Regions from separate parts of the Mus musculus genome. Here all the other regions are linked to region 1. A link is a contact called in public HiChIP or PLAC-seq data. All regions are on one chromosome and are shown on one strand. The core of a region is the stretch at or near the end of the contact, and the rest is flanking DNA. Distances in the headings are between cores, read along the strand shown. Region 1 holds the start of Gpaa1 (GPI anchor attachment protein 1). Region 2 holds the start of Lrrc14 (leucine rich repeat containing 14). Region 3 holds the start of Gfus (GDP-L-fucose synthase).

What was found. HiChIP or PLAC-seq counts read pairs in DNA pulled down with a chosen protein or histone mark.
Region 2: an H3K4me3 HiChIP or PLAC-seq map of the SCID.adh cell line shows a contact between it and region 1, with 14 read pairs. The contact joins the promoter of Lrrc14 here to the promoter of Gpaa1 in region 1. A contact is called at or near these places in 8 of 39 promoter capture datasets (the C10 cell line, cranial neural crest, embryonic stem cells and 4 more), 2 of 484 Hi-C or Micro-C datasets (B cells and granulocyte-monocyte progenitors), 3 of 115 datasets of contacts at active chromatin or transcription factors (the SCID.adh cell line, embryonic stem cells and pancreatic cancer cells) and 2 of 9 other capture datasets (adipose tissue and liver).
Region 3: an HNF4G HiChIP or PLAC-seq map of pancreatic cancer cells shows a contact between it and region 1. The contact joins the promoter of Gfus here to the promoter of Gpaa1 in region 1. A contact is called at or near these places in 3 of 39 promoter capture datasets (erythroid cells, hippocampal neurons and neural stem cells), 23 of 484 Hi-C or Micro-C datasets (CD8 T cells, the G1E-ER4 cell line, LSK cells and 15 more), 6 of 115 datasets of contacts at active chromatin or transcription factors (the SCID.adh cell line, astrocytes, embryonic stem cells and 2 more) and 4 of 9 other capture datasets (adipose tissue, liver, macrophages and 1 more).

Annotation. Positions count from the first base shown.
Region 1 is chr15:76,328,752-76,332,556 of GRCm38.p6, reverse strand. Gpaa1 (GPI anchor attachment protein 1) reads right to left here and starts at 1,263. Exons shown (of 12, transcript NM_010331.2): 1 at 1,094-1,263; 2 at 482-661; 3 at 286-397; 4 at 1-73. The coding sequence starts at 1,167. Exosc4 (exosome component 4) reads right to left here. Exons shown (of 3, transcript NM_175399.4): 2 at 3,321-3,527; 3 at 1,887-3,201. The coding sequence ends at 2,842. It also overlaps a transcript of Oplah not described here.
Region 2 is chr15:76,708,543-76,712,272 of GRCm38.p6, reverse strand. It overlaps Lrrc14 (leucine rich repeat containing 14), which reads right to left and starts at 1,632. Exons shown (of 4, transcript NM_001358891.1): 1 at 1,346-1,632. It overlaps Recql4 (RecQ protein-like 4), which reads left to right and starts at 1,714. Exons shown (of 22, transcript NM_058214.3): 1 at 1,714-1,880; 2 at 1,962-1,995; 3 at 2,075-2,172; 4 at 2,365-2,505; 5 at 2,722-3,471; 6 at 3,612-3,730. The coding sequence starts at 1,797.
Region 3 is chr15:75,928,118-75,931,818 of GRCm38.p6, reverse strand. It overlaps Gfus (GDP-L-fucose synthase), which reads left to right and starts at 2,001. Exons shown (of 11, transcript NM_001357005.1): 1 at 2,001-2,100; 2 at 2,770-2,927; 3 at 3,276-3,390. The coding sequence starts at 2,782.

The DNA of each region.
Region 1 (3,805 bases), core at 14-2,513:
TAAGCACCAGGGACTCGGTACTGGCAGAACGTGGGGCCCGCAGGATGCCATACACGTTGGTACCTGACACCATCTGCACAAAGAGTTGATGGGAAAGCCTCAGCAGACCCTCCAGCGGACAGCCTGAAGCCTGTCTTTTTTCCTGGCACTTCAATGCCCACCACTAAAGTTCTTCAGACCATCCCTCCCAGAGTTTCTTGGTTTCAGGGCACTTCAACAAGACACCCAACCCAGGCCACCCTTCCAATGTGCTTTTCTCCCAGGCACACCCCTTTCCCTCAATACATAGCGCTCGTGGGTCTCATCCGGGAAGGGTAGTTTGCGGGAGAAGCTCTGGGTGTAGACCTCCAGCCCTACGGATCGCATGGACCGTTCCAGCCAGGCTACTGGCAGAGCCCTGGAGACACAAAAGATAGCCTCTAAGTAGAGCTCCCTGGTCTCGGCCGCCCCTGAAATCCCCAGCCCGCTGCTAGGCACTCACCCCGGCTTCTTGCGGTGGGCAGCGAAGTCCCGGGCAAAGCTCCGAGCGCGGTCTCCACCTACAAACTGTTCCTCCACCATGGTGGAGCCCATGGCATTCTCAGACATGTAAGTGCGCTGGGTTAACGGCGGAAAAGCCAGCGCCAGAAACCAGGCGATCCCGGCCACGTAGCTCAGCACACTGCGAGAGAGTACAGAGTGGGCTCGGAATTAGCCCGACCTGGAACGCTAGCTCGTGGCTTCCACCATGACCCAGAGGGTCCAGCGGGATGGTCCAAGCCATTAAGAACCCGGAGCCAAAGCCGGGCAGTGGCAGCACACGCTGTTAATCCCAGCATTCAGGGGGCAGAGGCAGGTACAGGCGGATCTGAGTTCGAGGCTAGTCTGGTCTACAGAATAAGTTCCAGGACAACCAGGGCTGCACAGAGAAATCCTGCCTCCGGAAAGGAAAAAAGATCTAAGACCCTAGATCAGCGATGGATAGGGACCAGAGCTCTAAGCTCAGTGTCTGAGTGACACTTGCAAAGAGGTCGCAGACCCTGGAGCAGTAGGCGCGTGTGGAGCCACAGCAGCTCAAGTTCCCGCCAGTCCCGCCCCCTGTGCCCGCCCTCACCAGAGAGGTGTGTTAAGGCGCAAGACGATGCGGGCGAGCGCGCGCCGGCGCACCGGGTCCGACAGGAGACCCATGGCGGGGCGCGGGGCTCTGCTCTCGCGGCAGCTTGACACCTCCAAGAGCAGGGTTCCTGTCGGACCCGGCGCCCGGTGCTGCCTTAATTTCCGGTCCCAGGATCCATCGCGCCACTACTCTTGGTAGCGGCAGACGGAGTTGGGAAACCAGATTGTGCGCATGCTCACAACTGAGGTCGCCAGCTCTGCGCGTGCTCAAAACTGAGGTAGGCTGGAGAAGTACGGGATGCAGTCATGGCCAGTGGGCGGAACTGGAACCTGGGGCTGTGAAGCTGCGGGCGAGCAGCTGGAAGGCGGGACGCTGGCGGATCTCACGACAGAGCAGCGACAGTGTGCCTGCCTAAAGGTTCTCGGGAGTGTAACGCAGGTGGGTAGAGAGCTAGAACGACGAGAAAAGACTGATGCCTGCTGAAGTGAGATACTGAATGACAGTGTTGTAGCTATGACTTGAGGGACCCGTGTGAACTGAGGATTCGACGCTAAATCATTTCTGTGGATGTCATGAACCTTAAGACAGTGGGCTCACTGGCACAGTGGGCGAGTTGGTGGCCAGAGGAGATGGGTGGTGGTGGCGATGAAGGTAGTTTCTCTAAAAGGTTGCAGGGGTAAGGGCCTAAGGATAGATGGCCAAGAAGCAACAAAAGGTGGCTATCCTCCTAGAGCCCAAAGTAAGCGGGAGGAAAGGCCCAAGGAAAGAAGACATTAGTCCAGTGGTTCTTAACATTCTGACCTTTAATACCGTTCCTCATGTTGTGATGATCCTCAAACATAAAATTATTTGGCTGATTCTGAATAGCTAATTTTGCCGTTACGTCATAATGTCATCTCTTAATGATGGACACCCATAGCCAGCTGAGTGCAACCTCGGCCTTGTGCTCCTGTCCCTGATGGGCTGTGTAAGCATGGCACACTCCTTAGCTGGAGGACTTGAGTGACCAACATAGGCGAAGGGGGAAACTCCAATTTGTAAGCTGATTCCAACTTGAGTTTGTTGGTCCCCGGTTTGAACTGTGGTTAATAGAAATACCACCGACAAGTCCAAGAAGAAACTGCCCTGGGCCAGAGCCAATCAGGGAAATAGAGGGAAAGTGCCTACCATTGCAACGGTTACAGATAAATTGCTCATCACTGACCAAACCCTGTGCATCGAGATACCTCTTTGTGCCGGGCGGTGGTGGCACACGCCTTTAATCCCAGCACTCAGGAGGCAGAGGCAGGCCTGGTCTACAGAGTGAGTTCCAGGACAGCCAGGGCTACACAGAGAAACCCTGTCTCAAAAAAACAGGAAAAAAAAAAAGATAACTTTGCGAAATAAGGCAACTGACAGGCAGGAGACCCCTGCTCCCTGATCAAACTAGTATAAAAACCCTGCCTAATTGAGGCTCAGGGCTCTCAGCACAAATCTGGTGTGTTGGAGGAGTCTGAGGTCCAAGCTTAAGGGTGAAGAAAGTCTGAATTCGCATGCAGATTCATACTCCCAGGGGTCTTTGCGGACCCTAATATCTGGGCAGGCACAACAGGTGCACCCTTGCTCTTCCTAGCACAAGTGCTCTCTCCACTTAGGGACTGCACTATAAACTGCGCTGTAGGGCCCTGAGCAGCTTTTAAGTGCTGTACAGTAAGGTGTACTCGGGAGAAGAACAGGCCTTTATTCTGGAAAGGGGTGGTTGCCACTCAGTCCCCCAGTGAGACAGAGGCCTCCTGCACGTGCTGTCGGACGACAAGGTCCAGCAGAGTGTGCACACCTCGGGCCGCCTGGGCAGCAGCCTCTAGCACCTGCTCCAAGTGGTCTTCGTGCAGCCTCGAGTCCATCTCAAGCAGTGCGATCTGGCCGGAGGCGGGCAGCAGGGCCAGGGCGAGCTGGGGCCCTCCAGCTGCTTCCTCCACGTGGCTGAGGTCCGCTAGTGCTGTGCCATCCACAAAGCCAGCTGAACATGCGCATACAAAGTCCCGCATAGGTATCCCAGCATCCATCACTGCTAGCGTGGCTGCATTCACACATGCTGCGTAGGTCCCACCATCTGCTTGCAGCACCTACAGGGGGCATCAAGACATCTGATGGACTGACATCCGCATCCTGCAGCATCTCAGACAGCCCACATAGCTTTAAGCTCCGCCCCCGGGGGAGGGGTTTGACGGTGCAGGTAGCTCACCTGCACGTAGATGTCGATCTGAGAGCGGGGGTGCAGCTGTGTGAGGATGGCTGCCTCGAAGGTCTGTCGTAGCTGCAGCCCCATCTCACAAGACTTCCGGTCTCCATGAGGCCTTCGCTTGCGCTCACCTGTGCTGAAGGTGGCTGAACTGTACTGACAGTTCACTAGAGCCCGGTCAGGCAGGGCTCGAGACCGGGAGCCCCGGATCTAGAGGAAAAAGAATGAATGAGCCAGGCCTGCCTACCTCCTGGGACGCACTCGATGGCTCAACCTTCCTCCTCCTCTTTCTAAAGTGCTAAAACAAACAAACAAAACCCCAGCTACTCTGGTTCCAAATCATAGCTGAGTGGGGGGGGGGGGCTACTTCTCAACCTAAGCCAAAGCATTGTCACCTTTAGCAGCCAACTCTTTGTTCTTCAGTTTCTCCATTTCCTCCCAAATTATTCCCATTGTGGCCACCATGATTACAAACATCTGGTTTGACT
Region 2 (3,730 bases), core at 383-2,882, 380 kb before region 1:
AAAAAAAAAAAAAAAAAAAAGGAAGGAAAGAAAAGAGAAGAAGAAAAGGGGCTGGGAGACGCCTTTCTGTATAGCTCTTACTGAACATGAGGACCTGATTTCAGACCACAGAACCTATGTAAAAGCAGGATACAGGTGACACAGCTCTGTAGCCAGCACTGGAGTCAACAGAAGACTCCCTGAACCTTACTGGCTGGCTAGCCCACTATTGAGTTCTAGTAGATTTGCATGTTTGCTTGTAAAATGGGGGTGGGAGGGTGGGGTGGAGAAATGGTTCAGCAGTTATGAGCATTTACCGATCTTGCAAAAGACCCCAGCCTGGTTTCCAGAACCAACATGGTATGTCACAGCCACATGGAACTGATGCAGGTGCCCCCTTTTGACCTGAAGCTTTCACATGCACATGGTGTATTTTCCTACGACTAGGGAAAGTAAATATTTTCTAAAGTGAAGTAAATCCCAGACCTCTCTTCCCACCAGACTGACAACAGAGGATTCCTCCAGAGCCAGTAGCCTAACATCCTGACCCTCCACGTAGATGTGCCTTTGGAGTTAAAGAAGTCTAACACAGCTTAGTGAGTGCCAGGCTCTGGGGTTTTTTTTTTGTTTTTGTTTTTTAAAGGATCCTGTGAACAGATGGTGTGCAGCATCTGAGACCAAGGCCCTGAGTTTGAACTCCAGAGATAGCGGATTTCTAGGGTATAACTAGGCAGAGAAATCCCTGAGGAAGAGCAACTCTCACCCTCTGTGGTCCTTGTCTCCTATTCGGGTACCTCCTCTTCACTGAGAAACCATGTCTTAAATTCACGAGATTCATAACGATCCAAGCCAAAACTGCTAAAGCGTTCCAGCTGAGAAGCCACATACAAAAGATCCTGAGCCTGAATGATTCTTGCTATCCTGGGTCAGTAGACTTCCTGTGGGCAAAACACCTTACCCTCAGAACTATGCTACAGTCCTCAGCCCACAACAGAATGGAAAACCAGGGCCTAGGCCTTACGCAAAGCCGCAGCAAGGGACAAGACTGGGGACCAGAAAGACTGATGAAGCCCAGGGTTTGCTTGCTTCTAACATCTCCTACGAGTCCTTAAGGCACGCGTCCCTGGGGAACCCCGCGTGACTGTCCTTGATCTGGCTCTAGCTTAAGATAATAGGACTGCCTAACTGACAGGACAAGCCAACCAAACACCTGTCATAAGAGGAACCGGTGGCAGCCCGCCTGGCCTCCAAGCAAGGATTGCTTCTGGGTGATGCTACTGCACACAGGACACAGCGGTCTCTGCGGCATACAGACGCGCACGCTCGGATCCTTGGAGAAAACAAAAAGCCCGGAACATCAACTGACCCGGGCGAGCCTGGAGCCACAGGCCGAGACCGGCCTCGCCCGCCCCTAGGTCTCCCTTCGCTTGCGGCCCATCCCCGCGCGCCGGCGGCACCTCCCGAGAATCCGCCTCAGCCGTGGTCTTCAAGCGCCAGTCCCCGTCGAACCTGCCGTCCAAGTGCCCTGACCACTAACGGCTGCTTGACTCTCAGCTCGACTCGAATCCCAGCCCCGCGGCCCCCGCTCATCCGCCTCCCCGACTACCAAGGCCTGCAACCCTTCCTCGCCCAGCAAGCCTCGCCCAGCTCCGCGCAGCGCCGGGGCGCGCTGTGATGACGCAACAACTCATAGGCCCGCCCCCTCCCCGGGGGGCTCAGAGCATCTGCAGCACCGCCCGGCGGCCGCTCTCATTGGCTAAGGACAGGACTTTACGGTGGCGGCGGGAGATTTCCCCTAAACTCACGTTCGGGCTGCCATGGAGCGGCTCGCGACCGTTCGCGCGCGGCTACAGGAGTGGGAACGCGCTTTTGCACGGCTGCACGGGCGACGGCCAGCGAAGGTGAGGTGGAGTTAGGGTCCGGACAGGGGCGGCAAGTGGGGGATCCTGGCGCAGCCTGTTGCTGACAAGCTTCTCTCCTAGGGGGATGTGGAGGCGGCACCTGAAGAGACCCGCGGTGAGCACTGGGCTGGTGGACCAGGGACAGGGCGAATGTTAGTGGGTATGCCCCTGACCGCCGACTTCTGCCTTCCCAGCGCTCTACCGTGAGTACCGTAACCTAAAGCAGGCGGTGCGTCAGGCTGACGACAGACATCGTGTCCTAGAGCAATCACTTGCCGAGGCAGCTGAGGAGGTATCAGTGAATCCCACTCTCAGCGGTCTGTGGTCCAAATGGCAGGAACCGAGAGCATTTTGCAGCCGTGCCTCCATGGAGCACAGAAGTTGGGTGGCCAGGTCCTCCCATGGGGGTTAGGGGAAGCTTTAGAGGCACTTCTGTGCCCATGCCATCTTTTAAACTGGTCTAGGTTGCTACTATCTACTGCAGGCACAGGAGCCAAGCTGCTGGGGTCCCCACCTGAGTCGAGCTGCAACGCAGAATACGCAGTCTATGCCAAAACAGAGCCTACTGAGTTCTGTACAAGACTATGGGAAGAGGCTCAAAGCCAATCTGAAAAACACAACACAGGTAAGACGTGGAGGTGAACCCAGAACTGCCTTTGGCCCTTGGGTGGTTTGCCAGGGTCCTTCTATGTCCACCCTTCCTTATAGCACGCACGTACGCTCCTGTAATAACTGGGACTAGGTTCCTAACGGTGCTCAGGCATCTCCACTCTTATTGTCTGTCCCAAACTTCTGCAGTAACCCAGGTCCTGAATTCCGATTTGCTGTTCTGTCTTTCTAGACTGGACCAACCCAGAGCAGAAAACTCCAGCTTCAGAAGAGATCCTTGTCCACAGTTCCTGCCCCAAGGCCACCAGGCTCAAAGACTGAATCCCCCTGTCCAGACGAAGCTGACGATGCACTTCCTCGGGTTCCTGAGCCCCGGCCGAGGCTGGGCCAGCTCCAGCAGCTCCGATCATCCCTCAGCCGGAGGTTGACTTCCCTAGACCCTGGTTGGTTAGAGAGGTGTCACAACAGAGTTTCAGATCTTCTAGAGGTTCCGGGTGCTTGTGGGCTTGACCTGAGTGCAGAGGAGTCACAGCCTCAGATGTCAGGCAAGGTGAACATCGCTGATCCTGACATCCAGTCAGAAGTATCTGTACAGAGCCCAGAGGCCATAGCCCAACAGCCAGCCCAGGTTTTGTCACAGAGCCCCAAATCCATCAACAGTAAAGGCAGGAAGCGGAAGTGGAATGAGAAGGGGGAGGACTTTGCACAAGACCAGCCCAGCAGCGGAGCAGGACCCCTGTCTGAGGGAGCCAGGGCTACAGTACATGGGCAAGACCCTCCAGGAGAACCCACACAAGTGAATGTCCCTCAGCCATGCAATTCCTCAAACCAGGCCAGGACAGAGAAGGCTAAGGGCACAACCCACCTCCATGCCTCTCCTCGACCAGCTTCCCTAGACAGAGGGAACTATATTCGACTCAACATGAAAAACAAACGCTTTGTACGAGTTGGGGCCAATCGGGGCAGGCTTCTCCGTAAGCAGGTGAGATGTGCTGAATGGAACAGGCCAGCCTCCTCTCCTCTCCTCTCCTCTCCTCCTCCCTCCCCCTCCCCTCCCCTCCCCTCCTCCTGTCTCTTCCCGTCTACTCCTGAATGGTTCTTCCATGTGTGGCCCTTCCCCAGGTATGGAAGCAAAAGTGGAAGAAGAAACAAGCTGCGTTTGGGGGAAGTGGACCCAGGGCCACAGACAAGGACACTTGTTTCCGGTGTGGGCAGTTTGGTCACTGGGCATCCCAGTGTTC
Region 3 (3,701 bases), core at 752-3,251, 400 kb after region 1:
ATATCCAGACACTTCCACTTCAAATGGGTATTCTTTTTCAAGATGTGGTTGCTTCTACTGAGATACCCCATGCTCTGCTACCAGAGGGGTTTCCTGTTTTGTTTTGTTTTGTTTTTTTCTTTTTTTCTTCCTATATTCTGTTTCCAAAAAGTTGGGAGAATGGCTATGCAGTTGGAAAACTTGCAGGTGGAAACAGAAGCACTGGGGAGGGCAAGAAGTGACAGAAAATGGAGAACAAAAGGGCTCAGTCCCCATGACTGAGCAAGAGAAGGAAGTTTTCTGCAGAAGGAAAGAGGAAAGAAACTATGCCAGAGGGTAGGCAAGTCAGAGATATCTAAAAAAGCAGGAGGACAGTATGATGAAACAGCCCATTTTGAAAGTAAGGGTTAGGGCTGGAGAGATGGCTCAGTGGTTAAGAGCTCTGACTGCTCTTCCAAAGGTCCTGAGTTTAATTCCAGCAGCCACTTGGTGGCTCACAACCATCTGTAATGAGATCTGACGACCTCTTCTGATGCGCGTCTGAAGACAGCTACAGTGTACTTAGATATAATACTAAATCTTTAGGCTGGAGCGGGGCCCAACCAGAGTGAGCAGGACCAGCCGGAGCAAGCAACCTTCATTCCCAGCAACCACATGATGGCTCACAACCATCAGTACAGCTACAGTGCGTACACGTAAAATAAAAAAAAATAAAATAAGGTAAAATAAAAAGAAATGATAGATCTGAGGCATTTTAAAGAGGCTGTGGTTTCATATGGGATGAATTTGTCTTTTGTGGAATAAATTCTAAGTAACTGGGCTACTCAAAATAGAATTATTCCTCAACACTGGAAGGGGCTGGTAACAGCTGTACTAGACTCTGGTCCACAATTGCAAACTCTAACTAAATTCAATGAGTCATTTAAAAGACATAAAAATGAGAAGAGGCGGGTTGGAGAGATGGCTCAGCGGTTAAGAGCACTGACTGCTCTTCCAGAGGTCCTGAGTTCAAATCCCAGCAACCACATAGTGGCTCACAACCATCTGTAATGGGATCTGACACCCTCTTCTGGTGTGTCTGAAGACAGCTACAGTGTACTCATATACATAAAATAAATAGATTTAAAAAAATTAGAAGAGGCTCAGGGGGATGAACTCATTTTGTAGAACAGGCTGGCCTCAAATTCAGAGATCTGCCTGACTCTGCCTCTCAAGTGCTGGAATTAAAGGTAGAGTGTGCTCTCCCACACTCTGTGTGTGTATTCTTAAGCCTGTGTCTCTATTTTTAAATTAACACTACTATCACAGTTGATAGACATATAAACTTAGCTAAACTGAATAATCTGCTGTCCTACTTACCTCCTCATAACCAATATTTTTTAGGTTTTTTTTTTATACATTATTTAGTTTTTATGTATGGGTACATGTGTGGGACAGTGTGAGCGTGAAAATCAGAGAACGACTTGTGGAAGTCAGTTCTGGCTTTCCAGTAAGTGGATCCGAGTGGATCGAATTCAGACGAACAGGCTTGGAGTTAAGTACCTTTAAAAACACCATTCCAACATTGGCTGATATTTTAATTTTTCATTATGAAACACACTTTAAGATGTTGTCGAGGTAGAAGAGATTTTATTCACTGCTTTAAAATACTCAATTTAGGTAAAGAAATCGAGTCTTGTGTGAACTCTTGGCTGGAACACACAACTGGTAAGGGATGCTGGCTCAGCCAGGCGCCTGGCCACTCAGACACGCAGACCGGCTAATGGGAAATGATTTTCCTTGCAGGATAAGAACTGGAGATTCCTTGCCAGCCCACTAGTCCCTTGAGGGACCTGTGTCCGTTTAACCACTAGAGTGTGTCTAGGTGTGCAGCTTGTCCTCTGCATTGCAGTTCCAGCGGTGAGACGGGACCATCCCCGCCCCGCCCACAGGACTCGGTTTCCCAGATGGCCGTGAGGCCCAGAAGACATTTCCCAGAAGGGCCCGCGCCTCACTGGCGCGTGACAAAGACTCCATTTCCCAGAGTTCCCCGGGAGGGTCTCGCCCCCCTCCACTTGAACCGGGAATAGCTGGAGAATTGTGCACCGGAAGTAGCTCTTGGGCTGGTGGAACCCATCGCAGGTGAGATTTACAGTTGGATTCGGCGCAGCAAACCGGGGATCTCGCAGGCTGGTCAGGGCCGTAAGAGTACGTCTCGCATTGTGGGTCTACGTGGGGTTGGGCTGGGTCGGGAACCAAGGGGTTTGGGGCCCGGGCCCTTGCTCATCTTGGTAACGGTGGAGCCATGCGGCTGGTTCAGAGCCCCCCTACAGAAACCGTAAAAAATTCCAGCGTCCTGAGGCCGTCCAGCGGTGCACCCTGCCCTAAACTACTAGGCTTTCTTAGACCGTAGGCTATCAGCTCAGCATTTGTGGGTACGGGACTCCAAGTACGAGCACCGCCCCTTGTCTGTCTGTAGGGTGAACGTTGGGGAGAAGCAGCCGCTATGATCTGTGCAGGGACCTGCCAGCCCTAATTTTGCAGTCGTAGGGATGAGGTGTACCTTTCCTCTGCCTAGTAGGGTCATGGGTTGGAACCAAGCTACTTTGTTTGGGATGGCGGCCAGCAGGAAGCTATAATGCCCAGGGCAAAGGACTTCCTGGGGGAACAGAGTTGGGTGTGTCTGTCAGCCTGTTGTCGCTCCTCCTTGGAAGTTTTGATTCTGTGCCTGCTGCCATTGGCCAAGGAGAATGGGGTAGGGAAAATGGCACATCCTGTATCCTCCTTAGCTTACACCATTTGGCCCTCCAGGTGCAGACCATAATGGGCGAACCCCATGGATCCATGAGGATCCTAGTGACAGGGGGCTCTGGACTGGTGGGTAGAGCCATCCAGAAGGTGGTTGCAGATGGGGCCGGCTTACCTGGAGAGGAATGGGTGTTTGTCTCCTCCAAAGATGCAGATCTGACGTAAGTTGCGACCATATTCAGACCCAATTCCTCCTCTTGGTTCCCTTTCCAGACAGAATAATACCCTGACCGGGTTTGTTCCTGAGCCTAGAAGTAATCTACCCCGAGTTTGGGTCCTCCCTGCCAGGTGACAGGCTGTAGTTGCTGGCTGTGCTCTTAAGTAAACATCCTCCTGTAGTTCCGGGATTCCCAGCCGACAGCTGCTAAAGCTCTGAACTTAGCTACTTGTCTCTGTGGCTGCCCTTCCAGCCATGGATCCATTCAGTTTCTAGACTCACTGCCCAAGCCTCAAACTCCTGATCTCCTCAGGCCTCCCTAGCCCTCCCCTGACATCCTGGCTTCCCTCAGGGATGCAGCCCAAACCCAAGCACTCTTCCAGAAAGTACAGCCCACCCACGTCATCCATCTCGCTGCAATGGTAGGCGGCCTTTTCCGGAATATCAAATACAACTTGGATTTCTGGGTAAGTTGGAGTGCTCCAGGGGCAACAAGCATTGGGAGCCAGGAGCTTAGGTTCTTGAAACTTCCACAGGTTTACCCCCAAGAAGTCCCCGAGGGCTGGTTTTGTACAGCCCTCAGGACATTTGGCCAAGTGCCGACCTGCAGATTGAGAAGCTGAAAGAAACCTGCACACCACACTATGTATCTGGGACTGAGCTTGCTTGGCTGCTAGATTGTCTGTTTGTCTGTCTGTCTATATCTATTTACGTAATGTGCATTGGTGTTTTGCTTGTATGTATGTCTGTGTGAGGATGTCTAGTCTCTTGGAACTTG